Regions from separate parts of the Hordeum vulgare genome. Here region 2 is linked to region 1. A link is a contact called in public Hi-C data. All regions are on one chromosome and are shown on one strand. Each heading gives the region's core, a stretch centred on a gene start, on an enhancer-like site or on the middle of the called end of the contact. The rest is flanking DNA. Distances are from core to core; before and after follow the strand shown.

Region 1 (5,853 bases), core at 1,777-4,276:
ACTTAAACACGGCTAAATTTAGATAAACCCTCGGGTTACCAAGTAAATAAAAACGAAGAGTTAGCAAAAAAAAATCAAGAGCATGTGTTTCGTGGTTACCTCTCAGATAAGAAACACCACAATCACTTATTTTGCAGCAAGACAGTTGCAACTCTTTCAAGCTCGTAAAATCTACACAAGGATAAGGGCATTGCATTGTAGATCAATGTGTATGAAAACATAGATTGGTTTAGACTAGTCATAGAAGAGTTATAACCTGATAAATACTTCATGTCTGAATCTGTGATGCTGTTACAATATCTCATGTTCAGCGTTTCCAGTTTTCTCAAGCCTGTAAAAGAAATAAAGAATGTTATGTTATTGCAACAGAGGCAAGTAGTTTTTCTGATATACTTGCTATTGAGCGGAATGTGAATAAATAGGCCGCATGCCAGTTCTTATAGTGACTACAAACAAATGTATGTATCACATGTCAGGAAATGGAAATGTGTAGAAGAGAACACTCAAGATGCCCATATTGTTGTGATAACCAACAGTAGCATGTATGGTTTGAGTCTTATACGTTGGAATAAATCAGGTGATTGGGCATGCTTTACAAACAATTGTTTCATGGAACAAAAGGCCACCTTTTAAGTGAACAAGGCCACCATGAATTTTTGGGCATCGCTCAAGGTCCAAATTTACCAAGTTAACTAAGTTTGCAAAGGCTTTTGCTCCGTCAGCTGTAACAGCAGCACATTTCTTAAGGCTGAGCGATGTCAAGTTTGAGAGGCCTGCAGAATGAAGACACACATCATACATCATAAAAATGAACATTCACCCCCCAGACTCGTACAGGTGTAAGAAAGCACAGCTATTGGACTATTGTCATCACTTACCTGACACGGTTTTAAGTCCATGTTCAGAAATTTGATCACAGTAATTGCATGCCAGACTTTGCATATTTGAGCAATCTTTAAGGAGATTCAATCCACTATCAGTCACATCAGAGCAAGAGATGTCAACAGATAGCAAGGACTGCCCTTGAGAAGCAATTACTTCCATCCAAGCATCCTTCACTCCAGGGTACTCATCCAGACAGATATCCTGATACCGAATAGTGTGGAAGATCAATTGGTTGACATAAGGCTAACTCGTCCCAGAGCGCGATAGAAGCCTTCAAGTTTTTCTTTTTTGGTCTATCTCACCAAGGAAACTGGTGGCTTGGCTTGCAACTTACCTTAAGCAAGAAGTGCCATCTGACTAGGAAAAAGGTAGCTACCTAAGTGATCTCAAATGGTCTATTAAATGGGCTTCCCTAAGGAATAGGGACTTCTTCATTCTTACTGGATAAATTTACCAAAGCAATTTTTACTTTCTATGAACAAGCTCAAGACAAGCTTGACAAAGAATTGCATTCTAAATTACTGAGTGAACCTTGAAAAACCAACAACTAATGTCTGATAAGATGCCTTTCAGAGTTTGTCGAGAGAAATAAAATACATTTTCATATAAAGGCCTGGTTGATGGTAAGGAACTTTAATTTTACATCAAGTAATTGTTCATAGTTAACTGGGATAAGCTAGACTTGTATTCTTCTATTCATCATTCTTTTGTGCATAACCCATATTAATAAAAAAAATGCAGTGGGAATTTTCCCGTTGTTTCGCCTTAAAAATTGTATTTAGGACAAACAAGTACAAAAATTCAATGGAAACAGTTTACCAAACAAGTACCAAAAATTCACCTGCAAAGCACAGTCACGAAAAGCTCCCAGCAACTCCTCATTGATGTAGCTACACTGCACCAGTTCGTTGAATATCAGCTGGCTAAGATCCCTAGGTAGCATGGAGAAATCTGAATACCTGCTTATGTCCTGCAATCACCCGCACCAACTCAGCCAAGAACGGGCATTGGCGCATCGCTTCACCAAACTCTGAACATACGAGGTCAGATGAGTACCTCACGGACTCTGGCCACGCAAAGTTCCACCAGAGTTGGGCGGCGACCTGGCGTCGGTCCCTGGGCCTTCCGGAGCACATCGGAGCTGCTGCGGGACAGCGTGTGCATCAGCCATTTGAAGCTGCCGCTCTTGGAGAACTTGACGCTGTACAGTTGGTCCTCATGGACCACTTGGCCTCTGTTCCTTGAGCAAGCACTGCCCATGACGAGTTGTTGCGCTGAAGAAAACCTGATCACTTGCTCAAGTCTATGGATGGACGTACAGTGTCACAGACCATGGATAGACTCAAAGGTGCATATTAGAGGTGCCGACGGCTTGATTCTCTAGCATCCATTCCAGGGCGTGACGATTACGAGTTGGCATCCTTCAACGCCATCCTGCGTCATCATCAAGTAAAATTAATACAATCAATAGGCTTAACTTGCACTGCAGTAAGGAAATTACTATCAGAAGATGAAGATTGTATGCAGACGTAGTCAGACAAGACTAAACCCCCACGCAATGGATTCTACTGCAAGTGGTCGATTTCGAGTGAAGTGTTCGTCTCCCACGCAACTGAGCCTGGGCGTCCAATCACCACACACTTCCAACCAATCCCACACGCAATCGAGCCCTACGAACAGAAGCAACCAGCCCCTGCGGATGATTACGCTGAACAGAGAACAGAACCCCCAAAACATCCAACAGTACCAAACGTTCCGTCCGCACCAAGCTCTGCAAATCGGAGGGTGGACATAACGAACTGCAAAGATGCCCAAATCTCCGGACAGGGATAACCGAAGAAGAGAGGATCAGAGCAGAGACGGGGGTCGGACGAAATCAGCAGCGCCCGAGAAAATCGCACTCGCGCCCAAAGTTGGTTACTATTATTGCACAGGAGGTGATGAAATTACCTGATCGGGCGTCGAATTAGGCCACCGGATGCCGGGCCGAGCCGCGGATTAGCAGAGCTCGAGGGGGCCGGCGGCTGAAACCATCGCCGCCGTGTCGTACCCGGTTCCAATCCGGCGAAGCCTCGCGGGCGACAGTGACGACACGAGGTCAGGTCCGGCCACGAGTGGGGGGAGGGAGGAGGAAAGGTGCGGGGATGGAGGAAAAAAATGCCTTATAGCGAGAGCCGGGGAGCAGCGCGCGAGCTCCACGTGTCGTGGAGCGGCGGAACGGTACGCTTGGGCTACGAACATCTGGTCGCTGACATGCGGGGACGGAAGGCCGTCCGGTCCCGCAGTCAGTGAGAGGGCGTAGAGGGAGGATGGTGGGTGTTAGGCGAGGGCGTGGGGGCCACCGGGAAGCGGAAGGGATAAGGCAAAGGAGGTGGGGCACCACGGTGGCGGGCGGGCGCACGGCACCCCCGGAATGTGCTTGCCCCGAAGAGTCTTGTTCGTTCCGCGGGGGTGCACGTGGGGCCCGCGGCTTTACGAGCGCAGTTTTTTTTTGTTTTGCTATTTATCGCCTCTCCCTGGTACACTCGTCGTACAGAGGTGGTACTATCGCGTGCGGGTCAGCAACCGCATGTGTCAACTTTTTGGTGCGACAAAACAAAATGAACACGTTCTCAAAAAAAGAAAAAGAAACGTTTGGTGTTTCTTTTTGTTTCTGTGAGAAAACACGTTTGACATCGGGCAATATAGCATCTCAACACACCACATCCTATAATAGGGTAAAATCAACTCCAACCGATAATTTTGGCCCCTAGTGTCCGTTTGAGTTATTTCGACACAAAATCTCTCCCTAATAATAAGGGCAACGCTCCGCGTCCATCGGTGGATTATTTCCAATGATCCGTCACCTTCACAGTCGTTTGATTTGGTGCATCCAGCCGATCTCATCCATCCGATCCGCACGCGGGGCTTTGGCCTAATTCCTGAAACGATGCTCGAGTTTATGAAACAATTGCTTTGTTGTAGTTTTTTTTTCTTCACGCCCGCTTCGGTTGGGCACCCGGTAATTCCTGAAACAACGCTTGAGTTTCTGAAACAATCGCTTTGTTGCAGTTTTTTTTCTTCGCGCGCGCTTCTTGGGCACCGGGTAATTCGTGAAACAACCGTCGAGTTTTTGAAACAATCGCTTTGTTGCAGTTTTTTCCTTCGTCTTTCCGCAACATAAGTATTGCTGCGAAATAATTTTTTGCAACAAAAGTTTATGTTGTAGAAACTCCATCTTCTTCCTTCAAACGGAAAACAGAGGGGGGTATGGAGCTGTGGAGGACGCACAACCATGACGGCCATGCTTGATTCCCAAGCCCCATGGCAGGCGGAGGGATCGATCCAGATCCGGTCTAGCGCGGGGAGGCAGGGCCGACGCGGGTCGGCCGGCGGCAGGAACACGACGACAATGGTTGGGGGCTCCGGCGCCGGTGGCAGGGGCTCCGATGGCGGCAGGATCGGCCGGCGGCGGTGCACCACGGCGGGGCATGCTGGACCGTGCTCGGGCAGCGCTCAGGAGGAGGAGGGAGCCGGCGGCTCGCTCGGGCAGAGGCTCAGGAGGCTTCGGGCGGCGGGGAGGTGCAGGCGCGGTGGCCCTGCTCCGGCGAGGCCGGCCGGTGCGGGCGATGGCAAGCGGCGGTGCAGTCTCGGGCAGGGGCGCTCGGGAGGAGCTGCAGGAAACGGTTCGTGAAACAACAACATCGTTTCAGAAAAAACGATCACAACTCACGCGGAAGCTGTTCGAGATCAGATTGAGATCCAACGGTCAAGCGGACGGCGGATGGATCGCGGGGATCAGCCGGTGAAAGGTAATCTTTTTCCTAATAATAAAGCAAATATTGTTTTTGTTGTCCGTCGTGGCAATTTTGCAAAAACGTCTTCCTGTTTTTTCAAAATCAACCTGCGGTCCTTCATTAAATGAAAAAAAGTTTCGTTTTTTCATAAAAGCCCCTGTCCTCCACCGGTCCAAGGATAGGGTGGATCGGGATGGTCCGGTCCCGATCTGGCTGAGGACGAGGCCGGTCCATCGACGGCGGCTCCGGCGCCGGCGAGCGTCGCGGCGGTGGTCAGAGGTGGAGGCGAGGCCGGTCCATCGACGGCGGCTCCGGCGCCGGCGAGCGTCGCGGCGGTGGTCAGAGGTGGAGGCGAGGCCGAGGGGCGCGTGGGCCGGCCGGATCCATGACGAGCCGGGCCGGATCTGGCGGCGGGCGCAACACACCATGCGACGGGGCGGCGAGGCTGGAGGCAGCGGCGCGCGGGGCGGCGAAGTGCGGCGACGGAGGTCCACCTGAAATCACGCCGAGACGCCCGTCCCTGTCGTGGCGAGGTCCGCCAAAACCATGCCCGACCCGCCCATCCCTCCCGTGGCGACGTCCGCCTGAGCCACGCCCGACACGTTCGTCTGCGTGAAGCCGCGCCCGACGCGTCCGTCTATAGTTATCCTCCAACAACCCTCCGTGTCTCCTTGTCTCCCTTGGTTTTAATTACCTGAGAATGAAGAAGGTATATTTGATGTTGTTCTTCAAGGTTCTACTCATTTCTCATTCCATCCCTGGCATCAATTTTTAACGGGGATAAAGAAATACAACAAACAGGAGAATCAATATGCGAGTAGAGAACGCGTATGTTGATTAGGGTAGGTCAACATGGTTCAGTTGGCATAAGAAGCTCTGATGGGCACAAGTTTTCATGAACTGAATTGATTGGGTGCCCTTGGCAAGTTCTCGTTAGAATTACCTCTTCTTACAAGGATAAGAAACTTAAGTGGTCTTCATTTATTTTGTGCAGATCCTCCTGTGAAGCATACAATTTCATTGTATTCGAGGAGAAACATGGGACTCCAAATGTATAGAGACTCGGAGACACTGCTAAACTGTCATTTGTGGGCATCTATCAAATTCACTATCAGCCAGTGTAGTAGGAGGCATGTTGATTTTTTATTTTTTATTAGTCCATGTAGAGATGCTATTCTCAGCTCTAGATTTG
Region 2 (5,853 bases), core at 1,833-4,332, 350 kb after region 1:
CAAGATCCCGTGACTAACTCTTTATTCACATTACTTGCAAGGCTTATTGTGATGTTGTATTACTGAGTGGGCCGCGAGATACCTCTCCGTCACACGGAGTGATAAATCCCAGTCTTGATTCATGCCAACCCAACAGACACCTTCGGAGATACCTGTAGAGCACCTTTATAGTCACCCAGTTACGTTATGACGTTTGATACACATAAGGTATTCCTCCGGTGTCCGGGAGTTGCATGATCTCATGGTCATAGGAACAGATACATTGACATGTAGAAAACAGTAGCAATAAACTGACACGGTCATACGCTACGTTCATAGTTTGGGTCTTGTCCTATGGAGCAAGCTGACAAGCTTTTACTCCTCAGCTCCATCGTGTGAGCCGATCGAAGAAATTTCGAGCGGACTTGACATAGAAGTAAGATGGGTCCTTTGACCTCGTGAAGTTCATCCAACTCTAATCCTTACCTAATAATAAAGAGGCTACCGGTTCTGTCGGAAAACCCGCCGCAGCTGATTTGCATAAAGGCCCCTGGGGTTTTAGGTATTCAACTCGCACTCCCTTTTGAAGTGAAAAAACGATTCAGTCATTTTTTTGCAGAAAGGCCCCTGTTAGCTTCACGAGGCCTTGGCCCGCACTTCAGTTGTTGCTATTGGGCCTGCTCGTCAGCCCGTCAAATCTAAAAAATCAGACGTGTTCATATGGAATCAAACTACCGACATTCTACGTCAAGCTTGCAGGCTGCGACCAACCGGGCTAGCTCATCCTCGTGTAAGATTTAAGCTTTTCTGCACATTAAATAGCACCACCTCGCTTCTTTACATGGTACTTTACCAATTTATATAGGTCTATGACTTTCAGTCAACAAGCAGCATTGAGAATCAATAAATAATATTAAAGGGTCCCGTTTTGTGAGATTGATTCAGACATGAAGGTCGTGTGTAAAACGAGGGAGAGAGAACAGAAAAAAATTGCTCCTCCGGTCTTATACCTTGATATAAGAGGTATTTATGTGGTTAAAAATAATTAGATTAATTGCAAAACATGTGCAAAAAACATGGATTAATTATGATAAAATATATAGTGCCAAACTTTTGCTTTGTTTATTAAATATGAATTTTGTAGGGCAGCACCATTTGCATATAATTTGTGCAGAGTTACGTTTGTTTGATTCACATAATGGTCGAGGCAACCTTATACATAAAAAATGACTATAACGTGAATGCTCTCAGGAGATCAGGCCATGACAACGGCATCCCATCTTTAGTTTTCTAAATGGAATTTTAAAAATCCCTATCTTATTTCTTGCACATGCATGTCCAAAAGTTCCTTTTATATATACCATATCTCTATAGCTTGATTAAAGTGTTACAACATGTATACTTTTTGTATAAAAGGGAGGGTGATATGGGGAGAAAAAAACAACCTTATACATCAAAAATGACTATAACATGAATGCTTTTAGGAAATCAGGCCGTGACAACAACACCACATTTTAAGCTTCCTGAATGGCCTTTTAAAAATCTGTATCTTATTCTTGCATATGTCCAAAAATTATTTTTATATCTAATTCTCAAGTGTTGCACCATCTATTCTTTTACTATAAGAAGGTGCAGCAATAGAGAAATAGTTTTTTTCCCGTTGCAACGCACGGGCATTTGTGCTAGTCCACCTAACGGGGTTATAGCCCAGGGGCGCCTCATCATACAGGAAACTGCCCTGAGTAGGTCACCTTGAAGCCCCCTTGATAGATTTATGCCTTGGGTTGTAATCCACGTCTATGGGCCGAACAGGAGAGGACCCAAAGGACTTGGAGTACACATCAAGGAAATCATCATCAAGTAGGTCTCCTCCATAATCGGCTAGGATCATGTAACCCTAGACCCTGGAATAAGTCGGGGCTAGCCAATATAATAAGTAAACATAGAGTTGATACCGATCCCTCTGCCATCTTTTAATCCCTATACACAATCAATACAACTGAGTAGGAACAGGGTATCACCTCCACCATGAGGTCCTGAACCTCGCTAAACCTCCACTTGTTTCCCAAACGATCTACTCTTCTATACATAGTAACCTATTGAAGAATGTGTGTGTGGGGGGGCTATCCTCCTCACTTATGGTAGCTCTCGAGAGTCGCCAAGGGGATCGTCGTCACTGCCATCTCTCCATCGCCTCCATGAATTTCACCACCATCTTCGCCCTCTCTACAATGGTCCATACATCCAAAAACTTTTGTAATCCACTACTTGAACATGATTTTAATGTGATTAATTGTATCCAATGATTTGTTCCATTGTTATCATGTATGAGTATATCGTTTTGTCTTATGATGACCGGTGATCTATTTTGATTGATATGGGTTGTATGTTACGATATTGGTGTTGTCCTGTGGTGTCAAACATATGAGCGCACATGTATGTGGATCACACTTCAGAGTTAGCAATATGTGATAAATTTGCTCAGGATGGATGTTGGAGTGACGGATGCCATGTCACGAGTTTATGACGTTATTGCATGTGGTATAAACTCAATAGTTGTGGATGCTTGCTAATGTTTCAACCATAAATAAAATACAGATAATGAATTTTACATCATGTTAGCATATGCCTCTCCAACATATAAACTACAATGCACAATCATAGCGTTAGATTTTCATGGGATACAGTGTGCTCGTCGACTACGAGATGCATGTAGCTCCTTCGTCAATCTTAAGATCTATCGAATTAGTCTCTTAAATGTGATCATAGTCATTAGGACAGAGAGTGTGTACACATTCAAATGGTAAGTGTACACACGTGTACGTGAGTCTAAATACTTTGATGACCCCTTGCAAAAAAATTATATACTTTGATGACCAGTAGCATGCCTCAAACTCAAAGGATCTCGTGTTCAAAAAAAAAAAAAACTCAAAGGATCTTCGGGGTGGACCAAAGGGATACACGCCGTTGCGGCTGCCGCGGCACCCACCCGCAGCGACAGGGTCGTACGTACGCCTCCCAGCACCAACCAGCCGCCGCACTCCCACTGACAAAACGGGCCAGAGCTCAACCCGGCGCCACACAAAAAAAATTCCCTCCGTCGGCGTCGTTTACCAGTCGCCTCCCCCCGCCCGGGTCGTCGGTCTCGTCTCGGCGGCCTCTCCCTCCGGTCCTCGCACACGGTTTCCATCCCACCCCACCAAAGATCCGATCAAACCAAAGGCGCCATCCTTGTCCCGGTCGGCGCCTTCCTCGCCATTTCCGCGTAGACGTCCCAGCGTGGATCTTGCGGCTTCCGCGGCGGCGGAGCATTCGGCGCGCGGCGGCTCAGCCTATATCCCATAGCCATATCCTCCGGTGAGTCCCTGCTTCCTCGGACCTCTCCGAGTCCGATTGCGACGATGCTTCTTCCGCGCGTGGTTAGGTCGCCTCCCTGCTTGATTGCTAGCTCGCCTCTGTCACACCGCCGGTCGCAATGGTTGCTAGCCTAGTGCCGTGTTCATCGTTCTTGGGGTTACTTCTCTGCTGTGGGATTTCGCTGTCGGGGTAGGGCTGCGCTTCTCGATGCTTTCTTTACTTGTTGCAGCCGCTAGCTCGCATGCTTATCAATCTGGAAGCTAGGATTGGGCTTCTCGCGGTGTTGTTTCTGAAACTGACAGGGCTGCGGATAAGGCTCCCTGAAGCTGCAATTTTGCTGTGGTTGTGCTAGGGGACGCCAGGTTTGGTAATTGTACGGGGCGCCGTCTCAAGCCCTTTTGTTTGCTACCCCTTACTGCTTTCAGCTGACACATGGGTAAATTTGTCTCTCGTGGCTAGTTCGATCTGTCTATAAGTACAATTTTGTCTAGAGTGGTGGTCTTGTTTTGTCATCTATGTTTGTTAGTTGCGTGCATTGTCAAGTAAACGTGCTTACTATAAATATGCAGAGGCCCCAGTGCTGTAGTACTGCATGTAAAAACATCAGCTGTAGATGTTTTGTGGCAAATGACAAGAATGGAAAGGGGGGCAGTTTCGTTATTGGCTAGGAGGATAATTCATTTACATTTTTGAGCCTTTGATTTGTTTGACTGATAGGGCCAGATAACAGAGCATTTACAGGTGAACGTTTTATAGACTAGTCGAACAACATATTACCAGGAATAGTTGTAAGGATGTGTTCCACTCATTTTACTGTATGCCTTGGCTACACCTAGATCAAGTAGGTACTTTTACCTACAAAGTTGCCTACTCATGGTGCACTATCTCAGCAGTTATTGTCATATCATCCCTCGACCTGTAGCTATCATTTATTCATTCATCACAAATGACTAAATTAAATGTTCTACACATTTGCTATTTGCATTGTAGTACTGTACCACTACAAGGGACAAGAGGAAAAGTATTGCTCTGAAGTGAGATACGCTTGGAGGCGGATTTTGGAGAACTCTTGGTCTAAGTGTGAGAGATTTGGACGTATATTTTGGACAACTTGTGGACTAAAGTGAGATATGCCTGGAGGCAAACTATTGTGTCCATCAGTGTGCTAATTAGTGTGGGACATCGGATACAAATGAGGCACATCACACTTCTTTACTGGAGAACCGGAGACAGATAACGTTATGGTAGCCACTACAGCTACAGAAATGTTTCTTGTGTGCTTTGAGTCCGTGTGCCCCTGTTTTGGCTCGAAAAAGAAGGATGGAAGTGAAGATCCTGTTCTTGCAAAGGACGGAAATTCCTGTAAGCAAAAATAACGAATTCTCATATACGGGTGATGAAACCTGTTTACACACTGAATCAATGCATAACTTATTTTTTGTGATGAAAGTAGCAAATTATGTGGTTAGCGACACTTTGCCACCGTTTGACATATTGTTTCCTTCTTTTTTTCAGTGAGTTCTTCTGAAATGAGATCAATTTCTGACAGAATTCCCTCAAGCCCTCTTCGGGTTCCTGCAAGTCCATCTAGATTTTCATTATCTTCACCGCCAAGTAGAAATGATCCATTGAACCTCAGTCTTGAAACGGTTATTAAACTGACACGTAACTTTTCGCCGGCCTTGATGATTGGCGAAAGTTATTTTGGGAAGGCCTACAGAATGGACTTGCAAAATGGTCTTGTTGTGGCTATTAAAAGGGCAAGAAAGGTAGTTTTTTTCCTGCCAACTACACTAGAGATTTGTACAAGTACAATGATTGAACTATCATTGTATATTCTGGGTGCTTTAATTCCACACTATTAGGTTTAACTAAAAGCCTAATTAGACACGACACTTCATGAGGTTTAGAAGTTCTATTGTACCCCAGCCTAGCTTTCCCTGTCTAGCTTTGTTCAGGCTTTCTGTAGAATTTTCTAGGTTTGTTCAGGTTTTGCATAGTTAGGTTTTGCATAGTTAGGTTTTTCTCCCTTTCTGCTAGCCCTTTTTGGTCGTTTGGGTCAAAGCCACTGTGGATGGTTTGGTACAATGACACGCCTTCTGACACATGTTTCAGAGAGAAGAAGTCCTATTTGAGCTGCAAAAATTTTAGATTGTTTACTGAGCTTATCACCCGCTGTTCTCTCTTGGGTGGAATCAAGCAAGAACAAGAAATTGGCTAATGCATGTTTAGGTAGACCCAGTGATTGATTGATCTATATGTGTGTAGACCAGCATAAGAATAACAGGCTTATGCATCAATAAAACATGCCGCATTGCATTCTTCATTCCAGTAGCTGTTCATAGTTGTTGTATCTTTTGTGTGTTGTGTAAGCCTGTTCACTAGTAGGATTTGTTTTTCCTCTCCGCAATCTGGATAGCTGTTGATATTTGGGTACCTTCACTTCTTTTACCCCAGTTTGACTTGCAATTCTGATATGGTTTATTTTCCCAGGAACATTTTGCTTCTTTACATGCA

What was found. Hi-C and Micro-C count contacts between places; a contact is called where the count stands out from the background.
Region 2: a Hi-C map of seedling shows a contact between it and region 1, with 8 times the contacts expected there. The contact joins the promoter of LOC123427174 here to the promoter of LOC123427173 in region 1. A contact is called at or near these places in 3 of 6 Hi-C or Micro-C datasets (leaf and seedling) and 1 of 1 datasets of contacts at active chromatin or transcription factors (embryo).

What each region holds. Positions count from the first base shown.
Region 1 is chr2H:549,017,198-549,023,050 of MorexV3_pseudomolecules_assembly, forward strand. It overlaps LOC123427173 (putative adenylate cyclase regulatory protein), which reads right to left and starts at 3,027. Exons shown (of 16, transcript XM_045111147.1): 1 at 2,836-3,027; 2 at 1,942-2,319; 3 at 1,727-1,855; 4 at 879-1,086; 5 at 627-773; 6 at 257-331; 7 at 100-171. The coding sequence starts at 2,145.
Region 2 is chr2H:549,367,253-549,373,105 of MorexV3_pseudomolecules_assembly, forward strand. LOC123427174 (calmodulin-binding receptor-like cytoplasmic kinase 3) reads left to right here and starts at 3,083. Exons shown (of 7, transcript XM_045111150.1): 1 at 3,083-3,398; 2 at 4,327-4,698; 3 at 4,852-5,105; 4 at 5,830-5,853. The coding sequence starts at 4,578.